Regions from separate parts of the Sus scrofa genome. Here region 2 is linked to region 1. A link is a contact called in public Hi-C data. All regions are on one chromosome and are shown on one strand. Each heading gives the region's core, a stretch centred on a gene start, on an enhancer-like site or on the middle of the called end of the contact. The rest is flanking DNA. Distances are from core to core; before and after follow the strand shown. Region 1 overlaps CALD1 (caldesmon). Region 2 overlaps CALD1 (caldesmon).

Region 1 (5,157 bases), core at 837-3,336:
AATTACAAAATCCGTTTTGACTAGAACACATGAAAATAATTCTGAAGGACCGGCTAAGACAAACTTGCTTGGTTTACCTACCTGTATGGAATATTGTTGCTTTCCACAGATGTTGCAAAAGGCCAAGACCAACCCTAAGCTTGAGGATGAGAGGAGAGAGAATATAGAGGGATATAAAGACTGTATAAAGGATGATGCTACAGGAGGGGGAATTATGGGGGGAGGGGAGAATGCATTAGAGCAACAGGGAAAGAAAGCTCTGTTCATGAGAAACACCAAGGCTGGTCGTGTGGCAGGAACAGAGGCCAGCTGATGGCAGGTGTGCATGTGCACACACTCACTCACACACCAGCTCTTGAAGCAGGCCAGGATCCACTAACCGACGAGAAAACACTGGTTGATTCAGTTTGACTTTAGTCCATGATCGTTGATGATATTCAAGTCAAATGCTTTCCTGTCCACAACCATTTGGTTCTTCCTTCCCAGGAAAAATATACATTTTTCCAAATCTAAATTTAAAGGAACTTTCAGTATGTACTGACAACATAATGCCATCTACAGAAGAAATAGCATTCAAATGAGAAACAAATTTACAGTAAATACATTGGAATGTTGGCATTTTGGGCCAGAGAGCTAAATTCTCCAGGTACCTACCCACGCAAACACTAGCAAGATGGCTTTGAGAAGTAGCTGTTTCCAACTTATAGTGGGAAGGAAGTGAGAGAAATGTTAAGTGTCAGGGGTTCCACCTCCTATATTTTTGGCTAACCTTCTTCTGTCTCCAAGCATAGCCTCGAAGCTGCCACTAGCCCTCCCAGGTTAATTTAATAAGGCTCTGTTCTATTACTTCATAGTGTTGAAGTTCAAACCTGAGGGATCCTTGGTGAGTGCTCAGGCTTCAGCTTCTGGAATTGATGATCAGAGAGCAAGTCCCATGACCCAGGCAGTTTCACTATGGGCACAGCCGGGTTTCTTGGTTCATATTCACAAACCATTGTGGAGAGTCTGCCCTCTTGGCAACTCACAGAGTTCTTGAATGTGTGTGTATGTGCAAAAAAAATTTTTTTCAAGGCCATTGGGTTAGATTAGAAATCAGCAAACTTTTTTTGTAAAGGGCTAGATGTTCTAACTTCAAATTTGTGATAAGTACACTCGCTGTCATAATTACCTGACTGGCATTGCACTGTGAAAGCAGCCATAGATGACCCGGGAATGACTATGTCCCAATAAAACCTTATTTACAACAATAGACTGTGAGCTGGATTTGACCCTTGGGCTATATTTTGCTGATCCCTAGCTCAGATGACTGGAGCTGTTTGTTCATTGAGAGAACACCCTAAGAAAGCTCGTACAGTATCATAGGTTAGAAAGAAAACCAGTGTGGGAACCAAAGCCCTGCATCTAGACCTGATTTTGAAATTGTGTGACTCACTTCCCCTCTTGCATCCCAGGTTATCGTGTATAAAATGTGGAGCATGGATTGAAAATTACCTCCAAAATGCCTTCTAGTTTAATTATTCTGTGGTTTTAATATCTTGCCCACCTTGCCACAGGGGTGGATTTCACTTGGGATCTGCTTAACAAGTACAGTAATTGAAATTTTGATGTAACTCTGTGTGGGAAAAATAAGTACAAGACAGTGGAGAAGGTGACAAAAATAAAAAAGGACATAAATGCCATCCTGAAAAGTAGGAAGTCATAGCTTATTGCTCTTGAAGGATCCTCCACTGTGCTTCTGTTCTCAGTGACTTTAGGATTCACTGAACTGAAGTCTCCTCTTGCAGCTAAGATTTATGGAGGCCCTGATTTGGGGTAGCTGGCCTTTTACTTCTCAGGGAATGCTGCAGAGTGAAATGAAACACCTGGAGTGGAGACTGCAACCAGCAAATCCTCCCCGTGTGCACCCGTAGGGCCGCCGCCATGGAGGGAATCTTCCTCCTTTAGCTTTGTAAAATGGTCAGTTCACTTTTCCAGTTATTGGAAGCTGTCCTTCTGCATGTGCCAAGCACAACCGGAGTCTTGCTAATACTCTTCATGTACTCCAAGCCCTGGCCCGACTGGATTGTTTGCTTTCTCATGTCCATATTTCCTGATTCTGCAGCCTTGCTATCTGAGCTCTCTGTGCGTGTGGAAAGATCCTCTTCCACCCTCCTCCCCCGCTCCGGCCCCAGTCCTAAAAGATCTGGCTCAAATACCACTTTCTCTATGAAGTCTTCTCTCTGATCCCTTGCTGGAATTGTCTTCTTCCTCCTCTAAACTTTGTCACTTTACCTGTCTCCTATGATATTTAACACATTCTATGTACTATTACATTCTTACACATGTCTTAACTTCCCTCCCAGATTATAAGTGCCTTTCAGGATTTTAATTCATCTGGGTTTCCACCCTCAGGGGCTTGAATAGAGTAAATGCTCAGTAAATATGTTGAATGGAGACATCAGGTCCAGTCGCATAGGTGCCAATTTGCATCTTAGAATAGCACTACCAACCAGCATCCCAGTACTGAACGTTGAGATGCCACGTTGCCATCTTGCACATCATCCACCGCCTCCATCTCAGAACCTAGGCTGCTCAGAGCCCACCACTCTGATGTCCGACTTGAATTTAACTGTCCTCCCCTCAAAGTCTAGGTTCCCACATGATCAGTGGTATGGTTGTAGTGAGGAATATACACAAGATTAGAAACCCATAAACCAATGCCAATGCTGTAACTTTGTGATGTGTAATGAGAAAAAAAAAATTTTGAGTGAAAGATCGGTTATCTCCCCTACTGAAGCTGTGCCTCTAATACTAGGTAGCAATTTTAAGGAACTAGTGATTGCACTGGTATCTAATCAGAAGGTAGCATCAGCCTTGTTGGTTAATACTCTCTTGTTGGGGTGAATCTGCTGAGACAGGACAAGAACCTCAAGCAATTCAAGTGCTGTCCAAGAATGTTTCTAATGCCCACGTTTCCCTCTCTCAGGGCCCTGGTTGTCTGATTCTTAAGCTGTTGGTGATTTTAATTCTGTTAACACACACACACACACACACACACACACACACACACGCACAGGAGCTTACGTATTTAATATAACTCTATCTGTTTGAATGTTCACATTTTTACAGGGGGCTTGTATTAAGTTTAACTGTAGAAGAAAGGTTTGGTTTGGTCTGTACCAAATCACAAGAAATAGGTGTCCGCTTCCTTCCTTCTACATGGAGCAGGCCCCATGTATGGTAAGGTCTCTGTTGACTTAGGAAGATGACCCTCCAAGTGCAGAGCGGCCTCCTTGACTTCTTTTCCCGACAGTAGGGAGGTTGGACCCATAGCGGTCATTGGCTCCCAAATCCCTGACAAGCAATAAATGTTCTTCACCTAGGTCCAAAATTCCAGGATTTGGCCTTTCATTTTCCATTTCCTATCTCTACTCAAAATTTGTCTTTCTGTTTGCTACAACGTGTAAACAAAACTCTGCAGTTCTAGCACATGCAGGGGAGGTGTAAGCCAGCTGGATGTTAGGTAAGTTTGTGTAATACCTCTGGAGTTGGGGAGGTAATAATCACCCCAAAATAGGCTTCCTTGTTAGCATAACAGTCATTTCCTTCACCAGAGTTGCTAGAAACAATGCTCCAGTGTCCTATCTGTCAGTATATTTGAGCTTTCTGTTTCTGAAGAAGAGAGGAAGGACAAAGGAGGGGGGTAAAGATGGGAGGCCATGCCACCCCAAGGGAAATGGAGCCAAGAGAGCACTGGGAAAGAGGAAATGAATACTAAATCTTTTTCCAATTAAGAAAAATGAGAGTGGAAGCAGGAAAGCTCCAGAGGGCACTTTAGGGGGAGGAGAAGATCATAAAAAGCCTGTTATGAAAATCCATTACCCATAAATTTCCTTGTATTAAGCTCTGCCTGTATAGTGAGGATGCTGAGAATCCTCTCTGCTGACACAGGACATGTGACTTCAGTTAGCAGTACCCACATGCCATGTACCATTTCTGTCGGCATGTCTGGAATACCGCTGCCCCCTTCCAGGAATTCCCTCTAATTAGTCACAGGTTCCTAATCTCCACTTAAGGACATCTTGTTTTTGTTTTCCCAATCACTTTGTTTCTTCTGTCCAATGTTTAGCAATGTGATAGCAGTACCACAATTCAGAGCTCCACCACGTGAAATTACGGACCTTTGTACTGTATCACACAAGTATTTCCAATTTGGGGGTGAGATTTAACATTCTCAGTCATCTTAATTATAAGACTGATCTGAGATGAGTTCGTATTTTTACGTTTGAAGATAGAAATGGAAATTTCTGTTTCCAGGAGAGTACGTCTTTGTGAAAAGAATCTGCTTGTTTATATATCTGTGCTCACATGCATTTGCATCCAAATCGGCCATTGGAAATGTGGGGGTTTCCCTTTGAAGCAGTTTTTTCCTCAATAGTATATCCATGTTTAGCCATGCATGCAAGAAAAGTAACTGGCAAAATGTGGCATTGCCAGTCATAGACACCTGGGTCTGATGAATTGTTTTACCGTGTTTTACTTGAAAAATGTTACCTGAGCCCAAGGTTTATTGCCTACATCTCCTATGCACATTAAAGCAAGATTGTCCTTTAATAGATCCAACAGTCAGAAAACAGCCCCAAATCGGATTTACCTTTTTATTGACAACATGTTTAAAAGCCTAAGTTTATTGATGATCGTTATTTTACTCAAGATTTTTATTAGACAGAATCTTAGGTTGGGAATGCAGAAAATGGCATATTTATGAAAACACGAGTAGTAATTGGGTTTATCCTGTATCAGTCACATTTTATACCCGTTGAATTTCAGATTAGAATTAAAAGACTGGAAAGTTTGGTTAGTTTATTTTCATTATCTTACTAGCCTCTTAAATATTTCTTTTACTCTTTGTCTTCTGTTTTAAATCGAGGCTTAACTTGACTGATCAAGTGAGAAGTAAAATATATCTTCATCATCAACCTTCTCCTTCCATACCTACACTTTCTAAACATTTACACATTTAAAAAGTGGACTATCTGTAACTGACTAAGTGTATTGTTTTAATAGGGTGGGGTAGTGGGAAAGTTGCAAAGTCAGTCCTGGTTGTGGCAGCATAGATTTTAGTTTATCTCAGGAAACTGCCATGGAATTATCCCTCTAAAATCTCTATTTAATGGG
Region 2 (4,847 bases), core at 181-2,680, 71 kb before region 1:
AGCTCCAATTCAACCCCTAGCCTGGGAATTTCCATATGCCATGGGTGCAGCCCTAAAAAAAAAGACAAAACAAAACAAAAATTATGCAATATGTTATAATTTCTGTCAGAGCTATAAAATACACTCTTCTCTTAGAAATAATAGATGGCTGCTTAGCTCAGTGGGTTAGAGTTGGTTAATCTCTTAGAAATAATGGAGAAGGGGTGGGGTAGGTGGTCCCTGAAAAACAATACCCTTCTCTGGGCGCCCTGTTAGCTGCTAAAAAGTGTGAACTTGATCGAACTTGTTTTATTCACAGCTATTACAAGGTCTTTGGCAGATACTGAGAAATACACAATACATTTTTTTTTCCTTAAAAGATCATAGAATTACACATAAACCATCCGAGTTGGAGGGATCTTAAAAAAAATCTATTCCAAATGCTTCATGTTATGGATGAAAGGACTGCAGGGCCAGGAGTGCTTAAATGACTTGGACAAGGTCAATTCACTCATTAGTATTTACTTAAGTGACCCAAATTCCCTGAGATCACATATTTCTTCCCTCTGAAAATACTCCTAGCTCCCTTCTTCAAGTATAAATGTAAAACAGAGACAACTCACAAGAGACGATTATTAATGTTTTATTGTTACTGGCTCATTTTGACTAAAACCCATAGATCTATTTTTAAGTATTTTATTTTAATTTCCATCCCCACAAATTATGTGACTTCCTGCCAACTAAGACTGAAATAGCTTCTTACCATTCCTTTCCCATTCCAAGGATTATATCCTGTAGCTTTTTCATTTTTCTATTATTAAGAAACATTCTGCCTTATCCTCCAAGGCACAAGACTGAAAGGAGCTCATGTAAACCTACAGAAAGCAGCTTTCTTCACATTTAAGTGAACAGGGGTACAAGGATGCCTCTGTTGTTCTGGGTACTGGGTGCACAGGTGACCAGATGCACCACTGGCACTCTCCTTTTAGGAGGGGACAGGTTGCCAGCACTCCCATCACTCTCGTGCTTCCCAGCAAAGGTGGTATTCTGAGAATCATTTTTTTTTGGTAAGTTTCTTTGTTCAGCCCATCTTGAAAGATTGGGTGCTCTGCTAATAGACGGAGAAGACTGAATCCATGTGGACCAAACAGCTTGGAAGAGCGTTATCATCCCAGAGCACACAACCATCTCATAAAACCCTCTGTCTCACACCAGGATTCTCAGTAGCTCCTCCAAGAACACTCTTTATGTGAGTGACTCCTCCCTAGAAATATATTTTCAGCCTAGATAGCTCTTCTTCGGAGAGACTGCCCCTCCCCATCCAACATCCAGTGAGTGGCCTTCTATCCCATCATGCTCTGTTATTTACTTACTATTGGAAATGGTCCCGGAGTGTAAACTCCATGGAAGCAGAGTCCTTGCTTGTCACTGTGTGTCCCCTCTTGGCTCAGAGTCCTCCCTCAGTGAGTAAGTGAATTGTATCCTTCTCACACACCCATCAGGCTGGCTGAGCCCCTGGGTTTGAATACAGGCATCACTAATTACTAACTGGGGGAATTTTGTCACATTTTTTTTTCCTGTCTTTTTGTCTTTTCTGGGGCTGCTCCCATGGCATATGGAGGTTCCCAGGCTAGGGGTCGAATCGGAGCTGTAGCTGCCAGAGCCACAGCAACGCAGGATCTGAGCCATGTCTGTGACCTACACCACAGCTCATGGCAACGCCGAATCCTTAACCCACTGAGCAAGGCCAGGGATCGAACCTGAAACCTCATGGTTCCTAGTCAGATTCGTTAACCACTGCTTCACGATGGGAACTCCTGTCACATGTCTTAAACACAACAAACTTCTCACTGGTTCTCCTAGGTTAAGAACGTGTATACCTGAAGTGATACCTGAAGTAGATGCGTGCAAGGAGCTTCGCACAGGGCCTAGCACAAAAAGCTCTTAATACACAGTACTTATTAGCAGCTCCATGATGAGAGCAGAGCATATTAAAAAGGAGCCATGGAGGGATTTTTTTTTTTTTTTTTTTTTTGCTTTTTAAGGCCACACCCAAGGCATATGGAAGTTCCCAGGCTAGGGGTCCAATCAGAGCTGCAGCTGCCAGCCTACACCACAGCCACAACCAAACCAGATCTGAGCTGCGACTGTGACATAGACCACAGCTCATGGCAATGCCAGATCCTTAACCCACTGAGTGAGGCCAGGGATCAAACCTGAGTCCTCATGGATGCTAATCAGATTCGTTTTTGCTGAGCCATGGCAGGAACTCCTGGAGGGATTTTTTTTAATATAAATATTAATGTTGAAAGCAAGGGGTCCTAATTCGCCCACCCAAGGCAAAACTGTAAATTAATGAAAACCTAGTTCTTTGTATTGACTCCATAAAGTTTTTCTTTTTATAAAGGATCCCTAATTTTGCCTTTGCAGTAACTCCCTGTTATAAAAAGTTATCATTCGAGACCCTCCCCTTCACCCAGCCCCTTGGTATCCCTTTGGAAAATGGCTTCTTTCTGTAAACACTTACGGTAAGAATTTTAACCACTTTTTGCAAGTATGTACTGTCAATATTTTTCCATTTGTGTCACCTAGGAAGGTGCTAGTTTCTGCTTCTCATGCTACTGAATGGCTTTAGTTAGAGGTTTCCTGAGGATTTTTTTTTTTTTTTTAATCACTCGTCTCGGAGGGCTAGGAAGCTGATTGAAAGGAGAGAAATCCCTCCTTTCTTTTTATCGCACCTTGATTCTCCTGTAGTGAATGCTTTCATACAAAACCCAAATTTCCCCACATGCCTGAGCAGATGGTTCAATCAAAGGAGCAATAAATAGCACCTGGCTGTTTGCCACTGCTGGGAAGGGAACTGTGGGAGACGGGCTCATCTACCTAATGCCTGGCCTCTCTTCCTTCATCTCGGGTCCTCCCTTCCTTACCATGTCCGGTCTAGACTTAGCTTTGCCTGCAGAGAATTTCAGAAATTGCCTCTGAGCCAGGTCAGTCGGAATATGTGTTGAGAACCATATGAAAAGTTTAAAGGATCCAATGAGTAATGGTTCACCCAGGCATCTATTTGAAGTCACAAAGTAGCTGACAGTACAGAATTATCTTTTTTTTTTTTTTTCTTTTTAGGGCTGCACCCACAGCCTATGGAAGTTCCCAGGTTGTGAGTCTAATCGGAGCTGTAGCTGCCAGCTTACACCACTGCCACAGCAATCAGGATCCAAGCTGTGTCTGCAACCTATACCGCAGTTCACGGCAGCGTCCGACCTTTAACTCACTGAGCAAGGCCAGGGATGGAACCCGCAACCTCATGGATACTAGTTGGTTCATTACCACTGAGCCATGATGGGAACTCCCCAGAATAATTTTTTTTTTTTTTTTTTTTTTTTTTGTCTTTTTGCCTTTTCTAGGGCTGCACCGTGGCATATGGAGGTTCCCAGGCTAGAGGTTGAATCGGAGCTGTGGCCGCCAGCCTACACCACAGCCACAGCAACTCGGGATCCAAGCTGCCTCTTCGACCTGCATCACAGCTCACGGCAATGCCAGATCCTTAGCCCACTGAGCAAGGCCAGGGAGCGAACCTACAACCTCATGGTTCCTATTCGGATTCATTAACCACTGCACCACAACGGGAACTCCTCCCCAGAATAATCTTAAAACAGGGAGTGGGCTCTCCCATCATGGCTCAGTGGTTAATGAATCCAACTAGGAACCATGAGATTGTGGGTTCGATCGCTGGCCTTGCTCGGTGGGTTAAGGATCCGGCATTGCCGTGAGCTGTGGTGTAGTTTGCAGACGCGGCTCGGATCCTGTGTTGCTGTGGCTCTGGCATAGGCTGGAGGCTACAGCTCTGATTGGAGCCCTAGCCTGGGAACCTCCACATGCTGCGGGTGTGGCCCTAAAAAGACAGAAAGACAAAAAAAAAAAAAAAAAACAAAAACAAAAACAAAAAAACCGGGGAGTGGGAACTTCGTCAGCTTTCTGGCCCATCCATGCTAAATTGGAAAATAGAGAATATCTGAAGACAAACTCTACTTTTAGCCATGTTGCCATTCACTTTATGGTTTCTCTCAAAAGCCTTTCTTTGTCTCACTAACAAGGTAATTCATGAACATACACAGACTCTAGACCAAAAATAACACACCAAACCAAACAACCTTTTCCCATGATTTCTAGATATTTTTTCTTCATGCATTCCCAGTTTAAAAAATGGGGATGGGGGGAAGCAAGATATGCTCTTAAGGTCCACTTGAGCCCAGTTGTTCTAAAGCCTTGTTATTATAAAAGCAAATATTAAAGCCCAGAGTTGCATTTCCCGTACTCATACCCATTAACATCTCTTGTTGCATCATGTTGGGGCAGGTATAGGGGTGTGATGGTGATTTACTGTCACAGTTTTTTGTTTCTTTGGTCCTTCTAATATTTAATATTTATCACTGTATCTCCAGTGCAAGAGAGTTAACTCTAGATCATCTAATAGTACATTTCTGTAGTTATTTGTAATCCTCCAAAGCCTCCTCTTCTACCAATTAGTCAAATTCCTAACTATCAACAGAAGACTTTGGACAAAGCAAAGGGTCCAAAGAGTCTCGGAGTATCTGAAGCTTAGAAGGTTTTGAGAATCAGCTTAGAGAAGGGAGTGCCCCTGACTATGCCTTTTTCTTTGATTGTTGGCGTCGGTAGTACTCCCTGCTTTGTCCCAACTATTCCACCTTCTTCTCTCCATTATTCATAAGAATTTAGGGGTTGACTCTGCAATAATTGTATTTCTTTTCTTTAAAATGCAAATGCACAATATCTGTTTATGTCTCTGCTTATTTCCCCTTTAAGGTCCTAACCTACAACAGTATTTGAAGAGGAAATAATATTTT

What was found. A called contact is a pair of places that touch in the nucleus more often than the background predicts.
Region 2: a Hi-C map of liver shows a contact between it and region 1, with 2.1 times the contacts expected there. The contact joins two enhancer-like sites. A contact is called at or near these places in 5 of 47 Hi-C or Micro-C datasets (brain, embryonic fibroblasts, liver and 1 more).

What each region holds. Positions count from the first base shown.
Region 1 is chr18:14,316,325-14,321,481 of Sscrofa11.1, reverse strand. All of the region lies in intron 3 of CALD1 (caldesmon), which reads left to right. Among named protein-coding and RNA genes, the nearest start is that of AGBL3, 53 kb to the right of the region's middle. Within about 2 kb of position 2,086, at least 10 of the 83 cell types and tissues checked have an H3K27ac peak or open chromatin away from gene starts, as enhancers often do. A contact at or near this core is called in liver, where this site is marked.
Region 2 is chr18:14,387,429-14,392,275 of Sscrofa11.1, reverse strand. All of the region lies in intron 1 of CALD1 (caldesmon), which reads left to right. Among named protein-coding and RNA genes, the nearest start is that of CALD1, 97 kb to the left of the region's middle. Within about 2 kb of position 1,430, at least 9 of the 83 cell types and tissues checked have an H3K27ac peak or open chromatin away from gene starts, as enhancers often do. A contact at or near this core is called in liver, where this site is marked.